2 separate regions of the Bicyclus anynana genome follow, and region 1 is linked to region 2. A link is a contact called in public Hi-C data. All regions are on one chromosome and are shown on one strand. Each heading gives the region's core, a stretch centred on a gene start, on an enhancer-like site or on the middle of the called end of the contact. The rest is flanking DNA. Distances are from core to core; before and after follow the strand shown. Region 1 overlaps LOC112051086 (N-alpha-acetyltransferase 15, NatA auxiliary subunit). Region 2 overlaps LOC112051086 (N-alpha-acetyltransferase 15, NatA auxiliary subunit).

The links. Hi-C and Micro-C count contacts between places; a contact is called where the count stands out from the background.
Region 1: a Hi-C map of whole body shows a contact between it and region 2, with 2.8 times the contacts expected there. The contact joins two enhancer-like sites. A contact is called at or near these places in 2 of 2 Hi-C or Micro-C datasets (whole body and whole larva).

Annotation. Positions count from the first base shown.
Region 1 is chr23:9,021,446-9,027,782 of ilBicAnyn1.1, forward strand. LOC112051086 (N-alpha-acetyltransferase 15, NatA auxiliary subunit) reads left to right here. Exons shown (of 16, transcript XM_052888840.1): 12 at 128-226; 13 at 1,299-1,407; 14 at 2,129-2,292; 15 at 2,923-3,099; 16 at 3,842-6,337. The coding sequence ends at 4,033. Among protein-coding and RNA genes, the nearest start is that of LOC112053698, 9.7 kb to the right of the region's middle. Within about 2 kb of position 3,031, at least 4 of the 8 cell types and tissues checked have open chromatin away from gene starts, as enhancers often do.
Region 2 is chr23:8,879,745-8,886,419 of ilBicAnyn1.1, forward strand. It overlaps LOC112051086 (N-alpha-acetyltransferase 15, NatA auxiliary subunit), which reads left to right. Exons shown (of 16, transcript XM_052888840.1): 10 at 492-705. LOC112051087 reads right to left here. Exons shown (of 2, transcript XM_024089566.2): 2 at 2,945-6,675. The coding sequence ends at 3,425. Among protein-coding and RNA genes, the nearest start is that of LOC112051086, 12 kb to the left of the region's middle. Within about 2 kb of position 3,562, at least 7 of the 8 cell types and tissues checked have open chromatin away from gene starts, as enhancers often do.

The DNA of each region.
Region 1 (6,337 bases), core at 1,781-4,280, 140 kb after region 2:
TAACAAGTTAGCCCGCTTCTATCTTAGATTGTATCATCACTTACCATCAGGTGAGATTGTAGTCAAGAGCTAACTTGTAAAGAATAAATAAAAAAATAAAATAAATTATGTATTTTGTATATTTCAGGTAAAACGTGAACAGCATCACAAAGCGAGGCAGCAACAGGAGCAAGGCGACCCGGAAGCGCCGCAGCTCGATGAGCTGATCCCGGACAAACTTGCGAGAGTAAGTTCATAATTATCAACCCATATTCGGCTCACTGCTGAGCTCGAGTCTCCTCTCAGAATGAGAGGGGTTAGGCCAATAGTCCACCACGCTGGCCCAATGCGGATTGGCAGACTTCACACACGCAGAGAATTAAGAAAATTCTCTGGTATGTTGGTTGGTATGGTCTCACGATGTTTTTGTGATGATTAAAATGCACACAACTGAAAAGTTGGAGGTGCATGCCCCGGACCGGATTCGAACCCACACCCTCCGGAATCGGTGGCAGAGGTCATATCCACTGGGCTATCACGGCTCACGGCGGAGATTAGATAGTAGAGAGGATGAATGAAGGGAGACTAACAAAAAGATAAGGCGAGGGTGAATGAAAATGTTGGAAAGGAAAAGCTAAAGCAACCGTTCCTGGATCGAATCCAAATCAAATGATAAGTATATAAAAGAAAGTCGTGTCAGTTACACTATTTATAAGTCAGGGTAATGTAACAGGGTAAAGGGTAGGGGTAGAATTTTATCTTTTTAGACAATTTAATTTTTTGGGCATTTGCATGAGTTTCGTAGGTTGATTCTAGAAGTTAAGCTAGGTCAGCAGCGGAGAAAGTGGATAGATGATGTAAAAGAGTGGAGCAAGTAAACCTATACAAAGGTTAAAAAATTTACAAATGACTAGATAAGTTGTCAACTCATGACCGCCGCCAAACTTCAGCTTGAAGAAGCACCCAGTGATGATAACGACTTTTCGTGATAGTCTTGGAAACTAGCGCAATGTTTATTTCTACCGCCCAGAAACATTGCTATGTTACAGTCTTAAGGACATGGTTGCCGGTGTAACTACAGGCACATGAGACTCAAAGGCCTCAGTTTGGGCGACACTTTGTAGGATGTCGTCCTTGCATTCCTTGAGAAGTTTATATTGCTTTGTTTTTAGGCCTTACCACTTATAGGCAATTTATTTATATATATTGCTTGGATTGTTATAAGAATATGGGAATAACTTTTCACCAGATAAAGAGGTTACCAGGTATAAAGATCTTTGAGATATTGAGAAAACTCATTGTAAACTTGCAATTTTCAGGCGGAAGACCCGTTAGAGCAAGCATTAAAGTTCCTTCAACCGCTACGAACGCTCGGCGCGGACAGAATAGACACGCATCTAATGGCCTTCGAAATATACTTTAGGAAAGGTAAACTGACAACTATAACATTTGTATATTTTTCTTTTCTTTTCTTAGTCTAAGGTGCGCGGCAAAAGAAAACGAAATAATTTTGTCTTGCATATTGCTCTCTTTCGATCCATTGCAATGAAAGCGAATAAAACAATAGTACAGAAATGAAACTATTTGATAATTCAAGCCTTACCATAACGACGCCTGTTTCTTAGCAGAACGTACAAACATGTGGTGAGCTGATACGGAAAGAAAGTTTTGTTGTGAAGAGATTGAAGTTATGTCAGCCTCCGAGCCTTCTAGACATTGCGCTTTCTATAGTAGGTAGGCGTTAAGATCGAGGCAGTGCCCTTCTTCAAGCAGTCTTCCCCTATGGGCCCCGGACCCCGACCCTTACGTTAACTACAAAGAGTTAATAAAAAAATATGCGCGGATTTTGTAATTGTTTAAAATGTACTCGGTTTTTCTCTGATGTCTTTTGCCCCCCTAGACCTAAGCAATTGCTTAAATAGCTTTCAGGCTAATTCAGGACTGAATCGAGGTTGGCACTATTATCATATAGCTGTAGCTTTAATTTTTTTTCAACATGTCATTCGTATAATTCGAACCCAGGTGGATACGATACGTTCAAGTAATTCAGGAATTATAGATAGTTTATATAAACACATTAGGTTAAGCCTGTAATGTTTATATATATATATATATATGTGTATAAAATAAATAAATAAATAATTTCCAGAAAAGCCCCTGCTAATGCTGCAGAGCATAAAACGCGCGTGGCGGCTCGACAGTTCGCACTCGCACCTGCACGACTGTCTGCTGCGCTTCCGCAGTTGGCTGGACGACACGCACGCGAGCTTGCCGCCCAGCGTCGCCGCCGTCATCGATACGGAGATGAGGCCGGTACGTGTATGCGACACTTGCGATATCAGAAGAAAGAAAGAAAGAAAATATCTTTATTGCTACAATTATACCACACATCACAATTATCTTAGAATAATAAATACCCTGCGATATGTGGCATAACCTAGAAAAAGGTCCCAGCTCAGCATATTGCTGTATGCTCCCCGTATGCAAAAAAAAGCAAACAGCGCTGATTTTCAGCTAGGACCCCGTTCCAAGTGCCACCACGAAAATAGGAAACATAAACCCGTATTTAAAGCTGTAATTACATTAAAACCTATAACTAGTTAAAATAATAATAAAAAAGAAAGGGAAAAAGTATATAAAATTAGATACAAAAAATCAAAATTATTTCCCAAATTTAAAATTTACTACTTAATAAATTAAAAAGAATATTTATATAAATAAAATATGTATTTACACATTGTTACGTTACACAAAGTATAATAAATAAATATTTGCTATAAGAAAGAAAACTCCTTAATAACAACAGCTAATTGACGTCCACTGCTGGATATACTCGTAGGCCTCTTGCATGGACTTCTAAACTATCTCGAGCCGCCAGCACCAAGCGGCTACCTGCAACCCGCTAAATGTAACCTGTAATGGTGAAACCTCTCGGTTCCGCAGATGTTCCAAGGTCGTTCAGCGCAGACGATGGCGCAGGAGTACATGCAGCAGTCGGCGGAGCGCTCGCAGCTGGCGGCGCTGTGGGGCGCGCGCGCCATGCGCCGCCTGCAGCCCGCGCGGGCGCCGGAGGCTCTCAAACTGGCCACACGCCTCGACCTGCCGGACCTGTCTATACAGGTAATAATCTCCTCGAATTTCAACAAAAGACGACATAATTATCATTTTAGCTGAGACATAGCCTTTTAATGGGACTTTTATATACAATGATCCTGAGCTTCGTGTGACCTTAAAACTAGCCACGCACGTCAATCTGTCGGACTTTCCTATACAGGTAATTATCTCTTCTTCGAGTTGCGACAACAGACGAGACGACTTATCGTCAGCCACCACTAGACGTCCACAGCTGGACGTCTAGTGGTTAACTAACCTATTAACCTACTTATCGTTGGTCTAGATGTGATACCTCGTAACTAACAATTTTTGGTAAAAATTGATTTTGATGCAGAAAGCTTCAAACAGCTTTTCCGGTGGTAGCCCGTAAATATCTTGTAGTACGTCCATTAGAAACGTTTTTGGTCGCATAAAACGACTTTTAGTGATACCTAAAAGATGTTTCTTGTCTCTCCTGTAAAGTTCGTCAGTCTTCTAGACCGACGATATCGTATTATGGTGATTATAAATTAAGCTCAAATTAAGCATCCATGCTCCACATACAATGTGGCATGGATGTACAAATAAATTTTACATGCTTTATTTAAGATAATGTGACAATTATTTTGTTCACTCATATCACGATTAGTCAGGCATATAACTGAACTTGCGATCGCATTGATAATAATCATTTTAGTCATTATAGATACAATAATTTGCCTTTATCAAAATATTATAAAGCTACAAATTAATAATATTTTATTTGCAGGGTTGCGTTGAAGTTTTAGAGAGTCTCAGAGACGGCGACTTCGGCCCATGCGAAAAAGACATAGAAGAATACATCGAAGCGTGTCGCGTCAAATTCCCATATGCGAACGCTTTCAAACCCCCAGCAGAACAGGTGCCTGACCACATTATAGAGGATCCCCTACAGCCTAAGGAGATAACGGTCAACAACTGAAGCCTTTTCCCTCCCCTCTCCCCCCATTTTCATTAATATACTATCGTCGATAGAAATTTTGTAGTATGTTTTTTGAAAAGGATACACTCGTTTTGGAGTTTCGATGTGACGAGATGCCGGTTCATACTCAATTAAAATATTAAAGTTTTGAAATAATTTACTGTTTAACGTATGTAGATTGCACTACGGTTGGACTGCGGGCGGTTTAAAGTATCGAATTTTGTAAATTTTCAATTATTATGAGTAGTTTTCATATAATATATATAACTAAATATATACCGTTGTTGTATTAAATAATACAACATACATAGTAAAATATTCGTAACATGTTGGTTCACTCGAAATATGATTTAGACGGTTTTGCGTGCAAAAGTCCGTTGCGTATTCGTTACGCAAATGAGCGTACGCACAGTTGCGTACGTAAGTTGCGTGTTACTTACGCAAATGTATACGCAATTGAGCGCTAGAGCTCGTACGTTGTGTGTTGGTTATGCTTTACATATACGCAATTGCGTACGTACGTTTCGTGATGGTTACGAAAACGTGTACGCACTTGCGTACATACGTTGCGTGTTTGTTGTCAAATCTAATAGCTTATTTACTTTTTTTTTTAATCACAAATATTTGCTAATAAAATTCATCCGCGGCTGACCGTTGTGCATCAGAACACAAATTTGGATGGATTTGGCTATTTCTGTCATAACAGTGAATGTCACAAAGACTAAATTGGCCAGTTTAGTAGTAGCGAGAATTTTACAAAAGTCTTTCATTTTTGTGATGATAAAGAAGTGTTATAGTCTGGCAAGTTCGTTGATGACACTCCCATGATATGCGGGCGACGGGGAGAAAGACTGCGCGGGGGTGAAATCGTGCGTGCGGGGATGTGAGGTGCATTAGTCGTGGGTTTTTCATTGATCGCTACACGCCCCCCGGCCTGCGCGGACCACCGCGAGTTTTACGAACGAAGTTGCCAAACTATAGCCCCACATGGACCTGGGACCTGATTAGTCCGATACTCTTCAACAAATTTCTTTGAATTTCTGGACTGTTAGCTAGTTTAAAATTTGATTCAAATAATAAGTAGTCAAAACATTTTGCTCCAAGATATTCAGATGCACTTTTTTTTAAGTTTTAAGAAAACGAAACTGAATGAGATATAAATATAACGTAAGACGATCAAGTTTTGTGATCACTGTGTTTTTTTTGTTGGCTATGGTAAATTATCACTATACCCCAGAAGAATACAGATTACAAGTGTAATCCTATAACCGATGAAATTAGTCCCAGGAAATTATAGTCTGGCAAGTTCGTTGATGACACTCCCATGATATGCGGGCGACGGGGGGAAAGACTGCGTGGGTTTGAAATCACGCGTGCGGGGAAATGAGGTGGATTATTCGTGGGTTTTCCATTCATCGCTACACGACCCCGGCCCACGCAAGCCATCCGGAGTGTTACGAACGAAGTTGCCAAGCTATATTTTAATTTTCGATTACTTTTGAGCTTGCGGTCTCAGGCCCTTGCCATTTTGCCAATCGTAGTTACGCCACTTCTACTAAATAACGTGACTGATGAAATTTTAATCAAATTTATGGCTTGTAAAAAAAGACAGCTTAAAAAATCATCTTATTTATTAAAAAGAAAAACAAAGAAATATAAATGAGTCCATTCTCGCTTAAATGCTAAACACAACAAGTGCTACAGTTTATTATTAAAAATATTCTAGCACCGTTTGCTATAATAACTCATTTGAATACAAAAATATCACTTGCCACAATAATAACATAGGTTTTGGTGTTAAATGTATACTGAGTTTATTAATATAGATTATTATGCATTGCTATTTCATTGTACTAAAGAAAATATGTTCCTTGTTATCATCATAAGATTTTTTTTTTTAACAATAAATTTTGGTTTCTATGCATGTATATTTTACCTGATTTAATGAACTGCTATAATTTTTTTTACTTCTACCCTTAAATTGCATAATTTTGTTTTTAATCACTCTTATAGTCTTCCTGACGTGTATCAAAAAGAAATCCTTTCATTGTATATTATGACATTTTTAAGCGATCAATTAAAAGTTTCAATACAAGGCCTCAAGTGTTCATACAGCAAATAATATGTTATTAATAAAATAAGGATTTGTAATGAAAGATTGGTTTTTTTTGATGTGTGAAAAAAAAATGTGTGGCAAAGTTGCAATACACACCAAATGAGGTACGCTTTGTAAATAATACAATATTGTAATGTAATAAGTTTTTACTGTACAATACTTTTGGTATACTCTGTAGTCTATAGAGC
Region 2 (6,675 bases), core at 2,312-4,811:
AACGCCATTCATAAACTGTAACGTCATTCGCTACAAGGCATCGGTTTGTGATTGGCGCTTGCGGTGACGTGATATAATCACATCATTGCAAACGCCAATCACGCTGTTATCTCTATGAATGACGTCGCTTGCTAATGTGTTGTGTTTCGGCGGCAAAAATTTCACGTAGATATTTTTTCATTTATATTAAATTTTTTACTGGTTATTATTGACGGGACAAAATAAAATATAGCTTATAATACTTCCATAATTCAGTTTAAACACTGTTTACAAAAGAGGCAAGTAGCCCATTGTCGACCTATAGTGACAGAATCAAAAACATTCCTATTTTTCTTCCCATCGCAGCGGTATTTTTAATTACAGCAGCAGCTTACTAGCGTTCTGCGTTCTTGAAACTAAAAGGTACAAAATTTTCGCAAGAACTCTGAACGCCTAAATTTTTTTGTCACGTTCATCGGGCATCATACCTAAAATGCCTTTGTTTGTTGCAGCACTTCTCAGAAATAATGGAGGACCAGTTCGACTTCCACTCTTACTGCATGCGGAAAATGACGCTGCGGTCGTACGTGGGTCTGCTGCGATTGGAGGACGTACTGCGATCGCATCCGTTCTACTTCCGCTGCGCCCGCGTCGCCATCCAGGTGTACCTGCGCCTCTACGCGCACCCGCTGCAGGACGTGCCGCAGACGACCGAGCCCGATACAGGTGCGTGCACACATTGCCGTCATCATCATCTATCATTAACATCCTCAGACGAATCAGATAAGGACCTGACTCGCTAGACGTTAACCCAAAGTATATGATCAACGATCTAACGCATTTATAAAAACTGTCTCTATAGAGTAGATGTTTCATGTAAAGAGCTCCCTAAAATTGCCGGTTGGTGTACTCGAATGGTGTAATAAACGATTAACATTTTCTAGTTTACTAAAAGAAAAAGTTACATTTCATTTGTATTTCTAACTTATTTGTAACAAATTTGTTATAAAAACAAACAAATTTAATATTTATTTATAATAATTTATTTATTTATTTATTTAATTCAATGCTGTATGTTACAGACTAAACGATTTCTTTGTCAAAGTTAGTAGTGTGTAAAAATACACGTGTGTATATTGCGATACAAAGTTATAGTTGTGTGTAGTGTAAGGAAACAATCTAATTACATAAGGACTTGTTTCGCACCCAAGTTCACGTTATGTGTATTACACATAACGTGAACTTGGGTGCGAAACAAGTCCTTATGTAATTAGTCTGAGCTAACATCAATATGATCATCATCTTCTACCTACTATGTGGTTCTATAACGTCAAGTCAACGTCAAAATTCATTTATTTCAGTTAGGCTTAGTTTACAAATACTTTTGAAATGTCAGGTAATGGTATTAGATAATTAATTAGTCGAAACTTAAAATTTAAAGTTACAAGGGTTCTAAAAGGCCATTGTCCAAGAAGAGCCTCCAGCAAACTTAGCCAGGGTTCATAGTACCACTTTAAGCGTATGACGTCACAGCGCTCGTACGCGGGTCTGCTGCGACATGAGGACGTGCCGTAGACAACCAAGTCCGATACAGGTGCCTGCCCACATTGTCATCATCATCAACATCATCATTAACATCAACTGTTTAAGAATGCTATTGGTGTGTTCTGTGATTTGTTCGAGGCATTGGATTGTGTTTACCATTACACTCTTTTACTGAAGTTACGAGTAAGTTACTAAGGCATCAAAAGTGTTGCACTTAATATTATCGCTGGTTATCTCAGGAACACTAAAGGTATGCATAAATTATATAACATCGCACGGTTCTACTACCATAATGGGCGTTCTACAGGGATCAAATCTGGGCCCTTTTCTATTCTTAGTGCACATAATCGAAAATTGCATACTAAATCCGTTGCTAATTAAAAAGATAACTTATCAGTAAAATAACTCAGAGACTGATAAAACTAGAAAGTTGTGGTATGGCTATTTATATTAATTACGTTTATGAAGTGCATCTGTATATAAGTATTTTTGTGCATTAAAGAAGGGATTAAAGTGCTAAATTAAACTACACTGCGCGTGACTCGACACGCCCTTGGCTTGTTTTTATTATTTCTTTACAATTTCACATAATATCTGCTACCAAAGGTTTAATTTCATTAAAAATAATATATATATATATATATATATATTGGGACAACCAGGCGAAGTTTTTGTCACCACTGCTTTTATATTTCGCGACATATTTCTTGACAAATTTTCGTATCGTAATTTTATGCAATTTTGTATAGGTAAGTGATAAAAGAAAAATAAAGGCAACTCGATGTAATACCTACTGTTTCTAATACAGATTCGAATTTTCAAGTGTCTACCTATAATAACAACATTTAGTTTAGTGACCTGGTTTTTTACGAACTATATTTCGCGGTGCCTCTGTGCACATTTCTGTTGATTTTCATTAGTGAACTAATTTGCATAAATTATTTATGATTATATAATGTCATTTGTCTTACGAGATTCATTCATTGTAATATTACATAAGGTCAGGTAAATAGAATACTAATTACTATTTAGTTTATCAAACAGTTTTTATGTAATAACTAGTGGACGCCCACGATATCTGATTTTCTCAAATCCCGCGGAAATCATGTATTTTTGTGGGATAAAAAGTAGCTTATATGTTGCTCGATAACCTCCTCTATGTTCCATTAAAAGTTCCATTCAAATCGGTTCAGCTATTTCAGAGATTAGTCCGGAAAAACAGAAAGACAGACAGATAAAAATTAAAAAAAAAGCTTATTAATGTTTTAGTATTGTGTAAATGGCCATAAGCACTTGAAAAGCACAGTTATTTTGAAATCACAGATAGACATTTAAATTGTATTATACTGCGCATTGTTCATTGAGTTATAAATAAACTTTATGCAATTTAGTTAGAGGATTTCAAGAAAACAACGTCTGGTATATTAAACATTTTTTATTTTATTTCTTATTTTAAAATCTTTTGTTTATAAAGACATACAAAAAATCACAATTGCTCGTCAACGTTTTCAGTTACAAAACAATTTAAAAGTATCAAACAGTTATACACAATATGGTTCCATTTGCGACAATTTTCACATACATACACACACAGTATCACATCTAGTGAGTTCAATACTGACATACATGAATAAATTACTTATCACTACGCTTGCACCAGTCTCTTAACGTTAATAATTTAATAAATAGTTCGTCTAAAAAACTTGTTAGCGTTCGTTTGTCACAACAACAATGGTCGCACTTCACTGCATTTTAATAATGCGTTTTTAAATATGGCAATGCGGGCGGCCCGCTAGTCTTTTCGTTCTAATACTACTTAGGACACTTAAAACATCACATTTTGCTTTGTATTTACACGTATCGTCGCCTACGGCGCATAGTTCAGACTAGAGCTTTGGTTTCACCGTCCGTAACCCGGCGATCGGTACCTCTCCCGGGCGGCCTGCGCTGCTTGCGGAGTCAGGAAGTACACGTGTGCACCTTCCCCGGGCAGTCTGTACGAGACGAACGATCCCGGCCTGCCCTCCCCGGCGGTGTTCACCGGCCCTATCCACTCTGCATCAGGATTGACAGGCGGCAGAGGCCTCCTGTAGTTCACAGCCGTGTCCCCTGCCAGTGAAGGCCTGTTCAGGTCATACTGCTCACCAGTATACTGAGGCCTTTGTACTTGCGATTGTATTCTATATTGTTGCGCTGTCCTGTAACCGGGGTTCGGTATCGGTATGAACTCGCTGTCAGGATTGATTTCGGGTCGTGGGTACCTGTCGTTGACTACGGTGTCGTGTAGCAGCGAAGGTGGTTTCGGTGGTTGAACCAGTTCCGCGTTGGGCGAACCTTGGTGTATAGATTCACTGTAAGGGTTGATAGTTGGACGAGGTAGGCGATCATTGACGATCGTGTCTTTGTGCAGCGACGGTGGATTTGGGTTTTGCGAATCGACGATCTCGTAATCGTACTGCAGGTTAATGTTATTGTTGATCGGTGTCTTCACAGATTCGAGTGGAGGCGTGACGGCCAGGCCGTTGACATCGTGAGTTTCATCCAACTTTTGCCCGAATACGTCGAAAGAGTTCTTGGTGATATCGTCGATGTATTTCTCATCCTGTTTTGTGTAGTAGCCGTGACTGATTGGGTTAGGCGTAGTACTCGGGTGTTTGTTTACATGAAGCACAGGTTTGCCGGTTTGGACTGGAATGTAATTCACATTCGTTTTAGGTGTTGAGGCCTTGTTATAAACCGAGTCTTCATAGTCTTCGTCCCTCGTTTTCGTTTTCGGATAATATCTGGACGACGTCGGGTTTTCTGTCGTTACATGTGCATTTTCCACTAAGTATTGCTGATGGTATCCCGATGCGACTGTTGGTGTTATTGCGTTGAACTCGTTTTCTAAATTGAATGGTTTACTGTAACTCACCATTGGCCGGAATGGTTCGGGGTCTAATTTAGGCGCTCTGAATGTCAGTTTTTCTGGTCGGTGTTTTGTGTCGTAACTGAATTCATACACCGGCCGGGAAGTCACGGCCTTCGGTTTAGTCGAATGAGGTCGGTGCGAATGTGCCTTTGGCCTTTTTGTGGTGTACAGTTCAATAGTCTGTTGAATGTCAGCTATTTGTTGATAGAATGAGTCGGGGCGTTGTTTTATTTGCTGCACGTACACATTTTGTTGTTTGGGTTTTTGCACGCTGAAGTATTCTTGTGTAAGCGTTCGCGGACCTTGTTTTTGTGGCCACAGGAACAGAGCGTCAGCTTGGTCGATTGATCCATAAGCGACGTCCACGGAAGGCGTAAATCCAGATTGCGAGTTCACATTTTGATTTTGAGCATAAGGTCGCTGACTCGGCACAGTTTTATAATAATTTCTTCCATCGAAGAATGGATCCGGAGCTGGCGAACTTTTTGGTTGTTCGTCGAAGAAGTAGAAAGAAGCGATCGCGTCTTCATTTGGTTTACGATTGTAAACTGGTTGTAATTTCGTTGTTGGAACTTCATCGTTTTGTGTATTGGTGTAGTAAGCCCTCAGTGGTACAGATGTTGATGTTACGTCGTTGGTAAATTCATTGCTCGTCTTTTGTGGTACTTTGTAGACAATGTACGGTTTATCCGTGGTTGTTGGATTTTTATTATCGTAAACTGTTTCAGGATAATCGTAAAACACTGACACCGATATAGGTTTCGATGTAAGCTTCGTTCTCGTTTTGTAAACCGGTTTTTCGGTTTTTGGCTTTGTCGTAATGTCGTCTGGTAGATTGTGGACCCTGACAGGAGTTCTCGGTGGTATTACTTGTACGCGCTGTGGCTTTCTGTGTTTCGGTGCAGTCACTACTTCTACTTGTGGGGTCGTAGTAGTTGTAGGAGGTTCCGTTGTCCACGCTTCTGTAGTAGTAGGCCTTGTTTTGTATTTTCCTCTGTATCCGATAGTTGAGGGCTGTTTAGTCGTAGTCTTTGACCTCAAATGCGTTATAGGTGGCCTTGTACTTTTGACAGCGTCTATTGTAGTTTTTTCTTCGAGAGGTGCAAAGAAATCTGGCGGTGGCGGTAATATAATTCCTGGTACGAGAGGTCCGGCCGGCACGTTACTGTGATAGTTAGTGTGATAGGAAAAATTGTATGGCGGCGGATAATAGATCGAAGGGTCGTCTTCGTCGTAGAGGTCGGTCTGGTTGCTGGGTGGTGGTAGAAATGCTGCGCCCGGTGGAAAGCCTTCTGGAAAAGAGCCGTTTATGGATCCAGGGTAGGGGAATGCTCCTTCGCTCGCATTCCCGGGTAGGAATGGGAACGGAGGATCTGGCATCGTCGCTCCCCAGGAAGAAGTGTTTCTCTGATTATCACCCGCGGGGTAGGGCGCTCCCTGTGCGAAAAGGAATGGCGGAGGAGGTAGAGGGCCTTCGCTTTCTCCTGCAGGGAAGGGTGGGAAAAGGGGCGCAGGGATACTGCCGTTAGGCGTAAGGAAGACGAGCGGGCCGTCGTCGGAGAGTCGAACTGGAAAGGGCGGTGGTATTTTAGGTTTCTGCGGTAACTTTACTTGCCTTCTGGGCGCCTCGTAGCTATCGATCGGTGGCCATGGCCTGTTCTCTGCTTCCTTCGTACGTTCTGGGAATGAGCCTCCTTTGAGAACCAACAAATGATCCTCCGCGAGCCATATTTCATCTTTCTTAAGTCCGCCTAGACTCTGTAGATTATCTTTCGATCTAGTCTCTGAATTCAGCTCGTAGCTCAAAATCCCAGGTCGTTTGGGTGTTTTTGCAAATATTTCGTTTTGTAGGAGTCCGTATTTGCCTTCGGCCACTTGATCGGATAGCGTCTTTTTGTCTTCGTCGACCTCCTTTATTTTTCCGGCGTCCTTCCCCTCGCCAGCGCTCGACATGAGCATGCCGTCGTCCCAGATTCCTTGATTCCATCCCACGGTGCCGCCCGACAATTCGGGCAATATCACTCCCGCGAACTTTCCACTTTCGGTTTTCGTGTTGAGACTGATTGAGTTTTTGAAATTGCCGTGATCCTTTTCCGGTTTGATTTTCATGTGTCCGCCGATGAGGCGTCTAATCATTCGCGTCGACTCGGCGGTTTCGGAGTCTGATTTGGAGGCGAGGGATCGCTGGTCGCGCACGAACGACTCGGGCGGCAGCACGTAGGTGGGCACAAGGACGCTGG